2 separate regions of the Ovis aries genome follow, and region 1 is linked to region 2. A link is a contact called in public Hi-C data. All regions are on one chromosome and are shown on one strand. Each heading gives the region's core, a stretch centred on a gene start, on an enhancer-like site or on the middle of the called end of the contact. The rest is flanking DNA. Distances are from core to core; before and after follow the strand shown. Region 1 overlaps ST3GAL2 (ST3 beta-galactoside alpha-2,3-sialyltransferase 2). Region 2 holds the start of FCSK (fucose kinase).

The links. Hi-C and Micro-C count contacts between places; a contact is called where the count stands out from the background.
Region 1: a Hi-C map of hypothalamus shows a contact between it and region 2, with 2.8 times the contacts expected there. The contact joins the enhancer-like site here to the promoter of FCSK in region 2. A contact is called at or near these places in 11 of 16 Hi-C or Micro-C datasets (blood, hypothalamus, liver and 6 more).

The regions. Positions count from the first base shown.
Region 1 is chr14:1,204,517-1,210,712 of ARS-UI_Ramb_v3.0, forward strand. ST3GAL2 (ST3 beta-galactoside alpha-2,3-sialyltransferase 2) reads left to right here. Exons shown (of 7, transcript XM_060398225.1): 2 at 754-2,094; 3 at 4,319-4,512. The coding sequence starts at 1,756. Among named protein-coding and RNA genes, the nearest start is that of ST3GAL2, 36 kb to the left of the region's middle. Within about 2 kb of position 2,760, at least 5 of the 54 cell types and tissues checked have an H3K27ac peak or open chromatin away from gene starts, as enhancers often do. A contact at or near this core is called in hypothalamus, where this site is marked.
Region 2 is chr14:1,155,995-1,162,210 of ARS-UI_Ramb_v3.0, forward strand. It overlaps FCSK (fucose kinase), which reads right to left and starts at 1,499. Exons shown (of 24, transcript XM_060398216.1): 1 at 1,464-1,499.

The DNA of each region.
Region 1 (6,196 bases), core at 1,510-4,009, 50 kb after region 2:
GGGTTCATGTTTGGGAATGCATGTAAGAATTAAAGATTTTAAAATTTAAAAAAATAAAAAACTAAAATTAAAAAAAAAAAAAAAAAAGAATGGACTGGTTGGATCTCCTTGTAGTTCAAGGGACTCTCAAGAGTTTTCTCCAACACCACAGTTCAAAAGCATCAATTCTTTGGTGCTCAGCTTTCTTCACACATGACCACTGGAAAAACCATAGCCTTGACTAGACGGACCTTTGTTGGCAAAGTAATGTCTCTGCTTTTGGATATAATGTCTAGAATAGGAGCTTCCTAAACCTGGCTTTTGCAGGTGCTCATTTTGTGGCTCTAGGGAGATCACTTTCCATCCTTGTTGAAGTGTCAAAGTGTTAGTTGCTGAGTCGTGTCTGACTTTTTACGATCCTATGGACTGTAGCCTGCCCGGCTCTTCTGTCCATTGGATTCTCCAGGCAAAAATAGGGGAGTGGGTTGCTATTTCCTTCTCCAGGGGCTCTTCCCGACCCAGGGATCAAACCCCGCTCTCCTGCATCGCAGGCAGTCTTTACTGTCTGAGCCACCTCTGGCTCATAGTGAGGATGGCGGGCAGCTCTTAGTCTGTCTGCAGGGGGAGGGAGGAGCCCTCCTTTGTTCCCCCTTTGGTTGAGGGGGCGTCTCCTTCCACCTGCTCTGTCCCCTCTGAGCCTCAGGGGCGGGGCTGGGGGAGAGCTTGTGTGCATGTGGGATCTGTCTGCATGTTATTTTTCCTCTCTGATTTCAGAGTCATGCTGCGGCAGCCTGGTGCCTGACAAGTGAGGGGAACCTGCCAGGGGATTACTGCTCGCTCAGGGCAGGACCGAGGCCTCGGGAGCGGGGATGGGCAGGGCAGCCTCCAAGCCTGGGCCAGCAGCACCAAGACGGAGGCCTGGGCCCCGGCCTGGAGCTCGACACGTGCCCACTCGGTTGCCCCAGGTGGCACTCAAAGCAGCACTCTTCTGAGAAACGGGTGATCGCCGGCCCCAAAGACCACACAGCAGGAGCTGGAGCTCAGCCACCCCTACACAACTAGGACTATCAGGAGAAGGGACTGGCGCCTCGGGGGACGCAGGAAGGCAGAACCGAACGGCAGGAGGACCTTGTCCCTGAAGAGTTTACCGGCGCCCGCAGAGATTCCTGAGCCTCTTCTCTCCAGATTGGGCTCAGTTCCTTTCTCTCCCCCGGCAGAGGCATTGGGCCCAGAGAGGGGAAGACTTCATGACGTTCCGGCTGCTGGAAGCCCACGTGCTCTCTGCTGTGACTGGGGTTCAAGGGCTTCCCTGCTGCGGGGGACGAGGGGCCGCCTCAGCATCTGCTCATGAACCACAAGGACCCCGAATGCTGCAGACTGGATCGTTTCAAGCCGCCAAAGAGGGGGACCCCCAGAGCTGGCAGCCAGCAACCCCAAGGGACTAGAGGGCTGGGATGGACTGACCTCTTTGCCGGGGCTCCGGAAGCAGCAGAGCCTCTGTGGCCCAGCTAGTGGCAGACGGAGCTGATGAAGCCGTGAGTGGGGCCGGCGGCCGGGACAGGAGCCACTGCCGCCGCCAGACGTTTCTGGCACCGAGGGCGCATGTGCGGGCCCCTGCCGCGGTCCCTGCTCGGCGCCCGCCCGCATGTCCTTTGCACGTGGTGCCAGAGCACGCGGGCTGCGCTGTAGCTGGCCTGCTGGCGGGCTGGGGAAGCAGTGGCCGTGGTGAGGCCCGCCTGCCGCCGGCCTGAGAGCCCAGCTCCCGGGGCGCACACCATGAAGTGCTCGCTGCGGGTGTGGTTCCTCTCCATGGCCTTCCTGCTGGCGTTCGTCATGTCGCTGCTCTTCACCTGCTCCCACCACAGCACGGCCACCCTGCCCTACCTGGACTCGGGCGCCCTGGACGGGGCTCCCCGGGTGAAGCTGGTGCCGGGCTACGCCGGCCTGCAGCGCCTCAGCAAGGAGGGGCCGGCCGGCAAGACCTGCGCCTGTCGCCGCTGCATGGGCGACACCGGTGCCTCCGAGTGGTTCGACAGCCACTTCAACAGCAACATCTCCCCCGTCTGGACTCGGGAGAACATGGACCTGCCCCCCGACGTCCAGAGGTGGTGGATGGTGAGAAAGCCCTGGCCTTTGCTGCCCCTCTCTGGGGTCTGTCCCCTCTGTTTAGGAGACCCCCTGAGAGCCCCCTCTGGGATTTGGGCCGTCTGTCTCCCGGCACCCTTTGTACCCTTCACTGGACCAGCACAGAGTGTAAAGGGTAGAGCAAGCTTTGGCTGGCAAGGGGAGAGAACTCACATTTCCTCGCGCCTGTAGAGGCCAGACAGAGACCAGAAATGCCTGCCGGGTCAAGGAGGTGAAATAAACAGGAGGCAGGTCCCCGGGGAGAAGATGCTGAGACCTGAGGCCCGTGGCAGCAGCAAGGCCTGCCCTTCAGAAAGCAGGTGGCAGCTCAGCTCCAGTGCTTGTTGCCGCGCTGGCCGCTTCCTTGTTTGGAAATGTTTGCCCCAGATAATTAGAAACACTGTTCCATTCAGTCGGTTCTCTCCGCTTGCTAGAAAAGGCTTTCTTCAGGGTTAGGATAAGAAAGTGGCGTCGGGTCCTTTGGGGGCTGAGGTAAGGGAGGAGAGGAAGGCACTCTTCTGGACCCTGTCACCTCTTTGCTGCTTCGGCTCCCTCCCCTCCTCCCGTCGTCTCTGGCACATTGCTCCACAGGCTCCACCAGGGCCATCTGGTCGCCACACATGTCAGCAGTGGCTCCGTGTCAGTCCTTACCCAGGGCCCCGCAGGCTGCCAGCGCTCCCTGCTGAGGGACTGGGGAGCCACTGCATGCTCCCTGGTCTCCCCAGCTGGCAAATGGGGAGGGTGATAACTCTCCCTCTTTCTCACATTCAGGGCAACTGTGAGAATGAGCTCGTGCAATCAGGCCTATCAGAGCCACTCACAGATCCTGCCCCTGGCCCAGCCTGTCAGAGCCCCCGAGGAGGGGGAGTCTACAGGACAGGACCTACCAAGAGCCACACCGGCCCTTCCCGTGGCAACATGGAGCCCTCGAAGGGTCCTGCCTGTTCCTCATAGTCACATCCTTCATTTTATGGGGAAATCCAGGTTCAGAGAGTGCGCAGGGCTTGCCCAAGGGCATTGGTCTCAGAGGTGGCCATGATGGACCGTAGCCGTCCTTGGGCAGTGACGGAGAGGCTGACCAGGTCCCCCTGCCCACAGGGATGAAACTCAGAGCTGTCCAAGCCCTAGAAGCCCCTTCCCTGCTGCTCCCCACAGTCACCCCCCTTCTGCTGTGAACTTAGAAACTCGTGTTTCAGAGCTAAGCTTCCTCTCCACACTGAGTCCCTGTTCTTGTGCTTGGGGGCCCTTGCTGTGCTCAGGGAAGCAGGCCCGCCATCCCCTTCCTGCTTTCCCTTCCCCCGACCAGCTCCTACACAGCCGCAAACCTGCAGCGTTATGGCTCAGACCACGGCATGTTACAGCCCTTAGAGGCGGTGGCCGGGGGGCTGAGTCCAGCTCAGTGTTCTAAAACTGTTTGCCTTAATTGCCATCGTTTAGAAATCAGATTATTTCACATGAGATCTGTATTTTCAGCTTTTCTTGAAAAACTAGAAAATCTGGTCCCTCTCACAGTCCCACAAGGCAACAATTGGCTGAAGTCACCCCTTTTTGATGGCGGTTCCTGTTTGCTATAGGCCCCACCTGCCTCTTCACTGCTGTGTGTTACCTGTCTGGCACCGTGGCGTTTAAGCGCTGCCCTGGCCTCATTTTACAATCTTCAAAATCACTGGTGGCGAGAGGGGCGAGGGACCAGTTTCTTTCCAGCTCTTGACTCTGAGGAATATCTATGCTCTCTTAAGAGCCTTTTCCCCAGGGCTGAGGACTCCAGGTCTCTCCTGGATCTCGCCTGGAGCTTCGGGCTGAGTCCCAGGGGCGCCCCCTGCAGGCTGACTGTGAATGAGTCCCTGAAGCTCCCCTGAGACTTTCCTCATTAACTGCATTCAGAACGACTCTAGAGCAGCTGCCTGGAGAGGACCGCAGAGCAGGGGCCTCTCTACTTTGTGGCACAGGCCTGCAGACCGCTGAAGAACAGGCTGAATAGCGCGTTGACCCCTGAGTCCGGCCAATATTGCAGAGCTGCTCCTGAGAGTCTGGACACCGCTGTGTTGTTGAATGACAGGAGGATCCTCACTGCTCAGGGAGGATTCCCGCCCCACGATAGTAGGAGACCTGCGCAGCTTGGACCCTGGAGGCTGAGGGGAGCAAGCAGGAGTTGCCTCCTGCTCACTCCACCCTCCCTGCACCCCTCTTTCTGTTTTCTCCCTCTCCTCCACAGATGCTGCAGCCGCAGTTCAAGTCACACAACACCAACGAGGTGCTGGAGAAGCTGTTCCAGATAGTGCCAGGCGAGAATCCCTACCGGTTCCGGGACCCCCGCCAGTGCCGGCGCTGCGCCGTGGTGGGCAACTCGGGCAACCTGCGGGGCTCTGGCTATGGGCCTGACGTGGACGGGCACAACTTCATCATGAGGTGAGTCCCAGGGACCCCACAGCTGGATACGGGACAAGCCTCCAGGAGGGGCGCTGGCCTCCTTGGCCTTGCCCAGCTGTGGGAGGAATTGCCAGCTGCTGGGGGTCCTGGAGGACCCTGATTCCCAGAATCTTCCATGACAAGCTCACGTGTCTTGCTTTTGTTTCTGAGGTGAATTAATTGTTGTTCAGTCTCTCAGTCATGTTCGATTCCTTGTGACCCCATGGACTGCAGCATGCCAGGTTTCCCCCTCTTCCACCATCTCCTAGAGCCTGTTCAAACTCAGGCCCATTGCGTTGGTGATGCCATCCAACCATCTTGTCCTCTGTGGATGAAGAGACACAATTCCCATTCTAAACTTTGCTTGAGGCCTGTACTCAGCTTCCAACTCTGAATACCTCTGGAGAGAGCTAAAATCAGACTCCTGGCTCAGGTCTTATGAAAACTGCCACCAGAGGTCCTTTCACCCGTCTGGTCCCCTTAGCTGTTGGGCCAGGAGTGTGGGCCCCAAACAACTGTGGGTGATCCCTCTGGCAGACTGACAGAAGAGGGGTGTCCTGGGCAGAAAAAGGAGCTGTTGTTGCCTGCTCTGGGCCCTCATCCCTGACCCTTTACCTTTTTGCATTTAGACTGTACAAGGGCTCATTCCCTCCACAGACATCTGAGCTCAGCCTTGAGGAGAAGAGAAGGGTTGGGAGGCCATGCATTCCAGACAAAGACACAGAGCAGGGAGCCTGGGCAGGAGAGCAGGGACTAGAGGCGGACTTGTGACCCGGATACAGGCTACTGTGCTGCCCCTGAACTTCTGTGTTCTCCGCCTTCCCCCCGAGACGTGGGGGCAGGAAATGCCGCGTGGGGGATCCTGCCCTCTCACTCCTGGGTGGAGGGAGAACCCTGAGAATAAAGATTCTGGAAATGCCAGTTTTCAGTAAGCATCTCTTAGGATGAGCATTGAGAAAGACCAGATTTCACAGGAGGCGGAAGGAAGGGCTTTGTCTTAGAAACTGTTGCTGTCTCCATAGCAACACCAAAGCAGCAATATGTCTCTGAGGCTTTCCACAGTCCTTGCAAAACCTTGCTCATGTTAAGAGCGTTGGGGGTTGGGGAGAGAGGGGAATGCTAGAAGTGGGAGAGAGAGAGGGAGACAGGGATGCCAAGAGCGGTGGGGGTGGAAGAGAGGGGGGATGCTAAGAGTGGGGGGAGAGAGAGAGGGGATGCTAACAGTGGGGGGGAAATAAAGGGGGATGCTAAGAAATAAGAGTGGGGAGGAGAGAGGGGGTGATGCTAAGGGTGGGGAAGAGGGGGGATGTTAAGAGTGGGGGAGGGAGGGATGCTAAGAGTAGGGGGAGAGAGGAAAGGGGATGCTAAGATGGGGAAGAGAGGGGGATACTAAGGGGGGAGAGAAAAAGGGGGGATGCTAAGAGTGGGGAGAGAAAAAGGGGGATGCTAAGAGTGGTGTGGGAGAGGGGGGATGCTAAGAGGGGGGAGAGAGGGGATGCTAAGAGTGGGAGAAGATAAAAAGGGGGGATGCTAAGAGTTGGGGGAGAGGAGGGATGCTAAGAGTGGGGAGAGAAAAGGGGGGATGCTAAGGGGGGGAGAGAAAAAGGGATGCTAAGAGTAGGGGAGAGAAGGGAATGTTAAGAGATGGGGGGGATGCTAAGAGTAGGGGGAGAGGGGAGATGCT
Region 2 (6,216 bases), core at 249-2,748:
CCTGCCTTCCTTCCAGAGTTCTGTCACAGGAAGTGGGCCTGGTATGCAAACAGACAGCTCTCCCAGCTTCCTCCAGGTCCCTCCCCTTCCTCCCTCCCCCAATAAATCTCTTGCAAATTTAATCTCATCCTGTTGCCTGCTTTCCTGAGGACCTGAACCAATATGGCAAGTACATCATTTTCCTATCGGCACCATCAAAGGAAAAATCACTCTAAGAACCTCTAAATATCTGGGAAGTACTCTCTTGATCCTTAAAGATGAAGAAACTGAGACACAGAGAGATTGACTCGCCCGAGGTCACACAGCTAGCAAGCGGTAGAGCCAAATCTGAACCCAGATACCTTTTTTCCAAAGTCCATTCTCTTTACCATTACACCAAACCTACTTTGTAGGACTGAGAATAGGCAAAAGTACTAAATAGATGCAAAGCGCCCAGTACAAGGTGACAGCGAATTGAGGATGGCATTAAAGATGACAGCTGTTAGAGTCAGCTCACCCACTCACCCTGACCCATGGTTAAGACACTGATTTTCCATCCTCACAACACCACTGCCAGGGAAGTATTCTGTCCAGTTCACAAATGTTAGTTGATACTGCAGTCATGACTAGGGCCTGGGTCGCTCAGATTCTCATTTAGGTAATGGGGATAATGAAGGTCATACAGCTTGTACAGACAGGTCAGGTGTGTCCAGCTCCAAAATTCATGTCCTTATGCACCCTGCAGAAACAAGCCCTCTCTCCTGGAGTCTACGCCCTCTGTCATACTTAACATTTCTTTAGGAGATCTTAGATACTAAGGCCTCTATTCCAACATTCTGCACACTTCCAATAGAACTTCACCCACTGAGGTCAAGTTGAAAAGGTTTTTAATGCCCTCAGCCACATGCTGCCCAAAATTAGGATAGGGAAGGGGAGTCAGGGACAGAATAAAATAAGGCCTCTTCATACTTGCTTCCTGAAGAGAAGTAGGGCAGTGATTTTGCATTTTAAAGGGGAAAAACTAGTTTCCCGGAGGGATCTGATTTGCTTTCTGGGGAAAAAGGAAGGGAGAAGGAAGGTGATTGGAAGTAGAGATCACACTGCAAATCACACAAAGGAAACATAGTTGAGATGAGCGGATAATGACGAGACCCGACGGGGTAAAATGAGGCACGGAAAGTGACCTCAAAGGGAAAGTCACCAGCCCGGCACCCAGCGGCCCAGCCGCCTGGAGTCCCTGTCCCGGGCGTCCCCAAGTCCCAGAGCTCCTGTAAGAAGACCTGGGCCAACGGGATGAGGGGCCTGCAGGCACCCTACGGCAAGCGGGCGCTCGGGGGCGCCGGCAGACTTCGAAGCGACTCTTCCCTGTAAGGAAACGGGCAGCCAGTGGCCCAGCTCAGTCCTGAGGGCCCAAGAGGCGGGCAGGGGTCGGCGAAACGGCTGGGGGCACCGGCGCGGCGCCGGGTCCGCGCGCACCCACGTACCTGCCTGCGCCCGGCGCCCCGCGCCGCCAGCTCTCTAAGGCGGGGCGGCGCATGCCTCGCTGCGCGTCCTGGGAAGTGTAGTTTCAGCGCTCTCCCCGCCCGGGGTGGTCCCTCCCGATTCCCAGCTCCAGGCGACTTCGCGGGTCCTCAGACAGGGTCCGAGCCACGCCTTCCTAAAGAGCAGTGAGCCGCCCCTTCGATTCGGGGTGTGGAGCGGAGACGGCGGCTCCGCGGGGCAGCAAAACTACAACTCCCAGAGGAGCCAGGGCGGCTCCAAGACAGAACGCGTTTCCTGGGGCTCGAGTTCCAGGCTTGGGGTGTATGCATTTGTTTAACCCCGGGGCCGGGGAGTCCTGCGGAGGCGGCAGAACGGGCCGCTTCTCTGCTCCGCAGAGGCAGAAATCAAACCCGGAGAAAAAACCCACAGGCGTTGTCCCAGCGTAAGCGATCACCGTCCGATTGGCAATTGACCAGGCTTGCACGGGTTCGTCACGTGGGTCCTTCCGGTAGAAACGTCACAACGCTAGTGAGAAGATGTGTGGCTCTTTTGGAAAAGTTATGAATGGCAGCATTGTTTGTAATCCCGGAAAAGTGGAAACGCGCGCGCGCTCAGGGTACTGAAAAAATAAATTAGGCACAGCCATACAACGGAATACTATGCAACAGAGATAATTGGCTAGGTTGACATATGCAACAGGGAAAAATGTTCAAGACATTTTGTTAAAGAACATTATGTATGGGAAGCTACTCATGTCAGAAATAATGCCTGTGGACATAATAGTACACCTGGACAGGAACAGGACTGGAAGGAGCGCACCCGGAGGAGGATACTGCCAGGAATGGGCAGGGGCAGGGAGGCCTTGAACTTCATTTGCACTACTTGAATTTTTCTTATGAGAATGTACTTTACAAAACTGCTGTCATTAATAGGGAGCCTGGGAGGCCCAAGCAGTGAGTTTCAGAAAAAATGTGACATTCCACTCACTTTTTGTAACCTTGGCCAGTCACGTGGCTATTCTGTGTCACATACTCTTTATCTGTGAAATGGGGTAATAATTGTATCAAATGCCTGAGATTATTATGAGGATAAGATAAATTCTTGACTCCATAGTAAATGCTCCAAAATTACTAACCCTTGTTATGAGTATTGCTGTTATTCCCGCGTGGCCCCCTTAAAGCTGAATCAGTGGTTTATTCCTTGTTGTATCCTCAGTCACCGGAACATGCCTGGAACATGCCTGGGACATCGTCCGTGGTTAAAACAATGTGTTGAATGATGGAATGAATAAAGAGCAATCCCGTGCTCGGCTCCCACTCCCCCACTTCCTCCCCCAAACCTCTCTCCATCCCCCTTTCTCCCCCTGGAGTCACCCCCTCTCTTCACTTGGCCCAGGTCTCCTTCTTCCTGCACTTCAGCACCCACTCCTCCTCCTGTGAACCAGGAAGCCTCCAGGAGAGCTGTTCCTAGCAATGCAGACCCTGCTCTGCAGTGGAGGAGAAGGAAGGGGTGCCTGCAGCTGCAGCCCTGGGGGTGGCTCAAGGGAAACAGTGTTCCTGCTCAGAGGCCAAAGGCTTCCCCCCACATCCTAGGGCAGGCAGGCTCGCTGGGTCGGGCTCCAAGGCCACTAGTAAAGATATTCACAGAGGTTTTTATAATGAGATCAAGTCCTCAGTGCAGCCTGTCAGCAGCAGACACAAAAACGTGTAGCTCTCTACCCCCCATGATCTGGGTAGACAGAGCCATAAAAAAAAAAAAAAAAAAATTCTGATGTTATAATATAGGATAGATTCTAGGGTTCGAAATCAGACAAATCCTCTCCAGTTCTCATCACTTTCTGACAGTGTGAGCAAACCACTCAAATTCTTTGAGCTTCAGTTTCTTCCTCTGTAAGAATACAACAGTATTTGCCTAACGGTCTAGCACGTCCCTGGCACGGAGTAGGCATCCAGAAGTAAAGTGAACTGAAAGTCGCTCAGTCGTGTCTGACTCTTTGCAACCCTGTGGACTGTACAGTCCATGGCATTCTTCAGGCCAGAATACTGGAGTGGGTAGCCTTTCCCTTCTCCAGGGGATCTTCCCAACCCAGGAATCGAACCCAGGTCTCCTGCATTGCAGGCAAATTCTTTACCAGCTGAGTCACAAGGGAAGTCCAAGAATACTAGAGTGGGTAGCCAATCCCTTCCCCAGTGGATCGTCCTGACCCGGGAATCAAACTGGGTTCTCCTGCATTGTAAGCAGATACTTTACCAGCTGAGCTATGCGGGTAGTCCAAGTAGGCATCCCACTTCCTTATTGAACATGCTGCTAGACTGTGAGGGTGCAAGACTGGAAGGCTTCTTGGAGGAGTTGCAATCTGCAGGACCCTGCATGAGACGAGTGGCTGCTGCAGGATATCCCTCTGGGAGTCAGGGCTACCCAGGGGTATCTTAGGCTGAGTTCCCTAGATGCAGAACCAGACAGAGGGATTCTTGTGGGAGTGACTTTTTAGGGTAGTGAGAGAGACAGAATAAGGCAGGGGAAAAAGCAAACCAAAGATGGCTTAGCTAAGTCTAGCCTCAGTCTCATCCTCTGGGGATCTCAGGAGCATAAAATGCACCACAGGGCTTATTTTAGAAGCCGGGATCTGGACCTTGTACCCCACGCCGGTCGTTGGCTACGGGTGGGCCAGGGGGAGGCAGGGAAAAGAGGAGCAAAGTTTCCTGGGCATCTCCAGGCAAAGCGGTTCGCAGGGACTGATACCAGTTCTCCGGAGAAGGAGTCAGCTATGAGATGCTAGCAGCCAGCACTCATGACAGCTGGGGAATGGGTGGTCCATCCCTATGAAAGCATATTACCAAGAGCATTTACTGCAGGGGAACTGCTGGAGAGATGGGAGCTAGATGATGAAGGTGAGGAGAGGATAATAAACTCTCCTACCAGTCTTTCAAGGAGAAATTGAAGCAGCTGATTATTTTTTCTCCTTTTTTTCCTTGCCACTCCACATGACTTACGGGACCTTAGTTCCCCGACCAGGGATGGAACCTGTGCCCCTACAGTGGAAACGTGGAGTCCTAACCCCTGGACTGACAGGGAAGTCCCGGGTATGGTTTTAAATAATCAAAATCCAGACCTGATAGGATAACCAAATAGGTAACCCTTTCTGGAGAGCTATTAAGTGTACTTTATCATTAAGTGGCCATCTTCCCCAAAGCCTGACTTGCCTTTTCCAAATATCTTATGCAGTATTTTCCAAAGAGTGCTGCTATAGGATGTGTCTATATCTGTATACATGCTATAGGATGTACATATATACACATATATGTATATATATTCTATAGGATGTGATTATATATTAATAGTAGGATATAGTAGGAAATGGCAGCCCACTCCAGTACTCTTGCCTGGGAAGTCCCATGGACAGAGGAACCTGGTGGACTATAATCCATGGAGTCACAAAGAGTCAGACATGACTTAGCAACTAAACAACAACATAGGATGTTAACAAGTGTTGCTTCAGGAGAGGTAAAGATCCACTAAATAAAGATAAATGGGTTTATTTTATCCCCACAACTTTAAAATAAATAGACTGAGTAAGCAAAATGTGTGTGTATATATATATTCATACAATGAAATAGTACTCAACCATAAAAATAATGAGATATTAATGCATACTGCAACATGGATGAATCGAAAATGTGCAAAATGAAAGAACTCAGGCAAAAATTGCTAACTATTTTGTGATTCCATTTATATGAAGTGTTCAAAAGTGTTAAATCCATAGAGACAGAAAGCAAGCTCAGTTGCTAGGGGCTGGGGGTGGGAAGAATGGGGAGTGATCGCTTAATGGGTACAGGGTTTTCTTGTGACTATCCTATATTATAACATGTGAGGTGATGAAAAGGTTTTGGAACTAGAGGTACTGGTTTCTAGACACCGTGAATGCGCTAAATACACTGAATTGTATACTTTATCATAGTTAATTTTATGTTCCGTGAATTTCACCTCAACTTAAAATAAACGCCACTGAGGGACTTCCGTGGCGATCCAGTGGTTAAGACTGCTTTTTCAGTGCAGCGGTCATGGGTTTGATCCCTGCTTGGGGAACTAAGATCCTCCATGCCGCACAGCCAGAACATGTTAAAGCGAACAAACAATGACACATTTATGTGCTTGTTGCTAATGGGGTGTCATTGCTCCCGGGTCTTCTCAGTGGACAGGTACAGAGCTAGGGAAAAACAATTCCTATCTGGATGGGGAACCTCTAGGCTAAGCTATAAAGCATTTCACAAATATGTTAAGGAATCCTTTTTTCAGGCCATGCCTGCAGCTTGTGGGAATCTTAGTTCCTCGACCAGGGACTGAACCTTGGCAGTGAAAGCTTAGAGTCTCAACCCCTGGGACTGTTTATATACAGTTTCTCTGAGCTGAGCCTTAGTTTATACACCAGATCAATGGTCTCCATTGATATATTTGAAAATACACCTTTTAAAAAGTTAAATACTTTTAAGGTCTGTCAGAGTGTTTCACAAGGTCTCACGCTCTGAGAAGACAGGGTTCAATTCTTCAGTTTCAGTCATTTTCACAGTGCCTACCAGTGTGCTTTGCGCATAACGTGTAGTACACATTCTGTGGAGGACTTTGGATAAACTACACTCTCTTGCTGAGCTGTCTGCCGATCTAATTCTGCCAGAGGCTAAGAAATAGTCAATCTGATCAGTATTTCTGGAAGGTCTGTTTGGACCTACAAAAGCCCGAAAGCCTCTTGATGAAAGT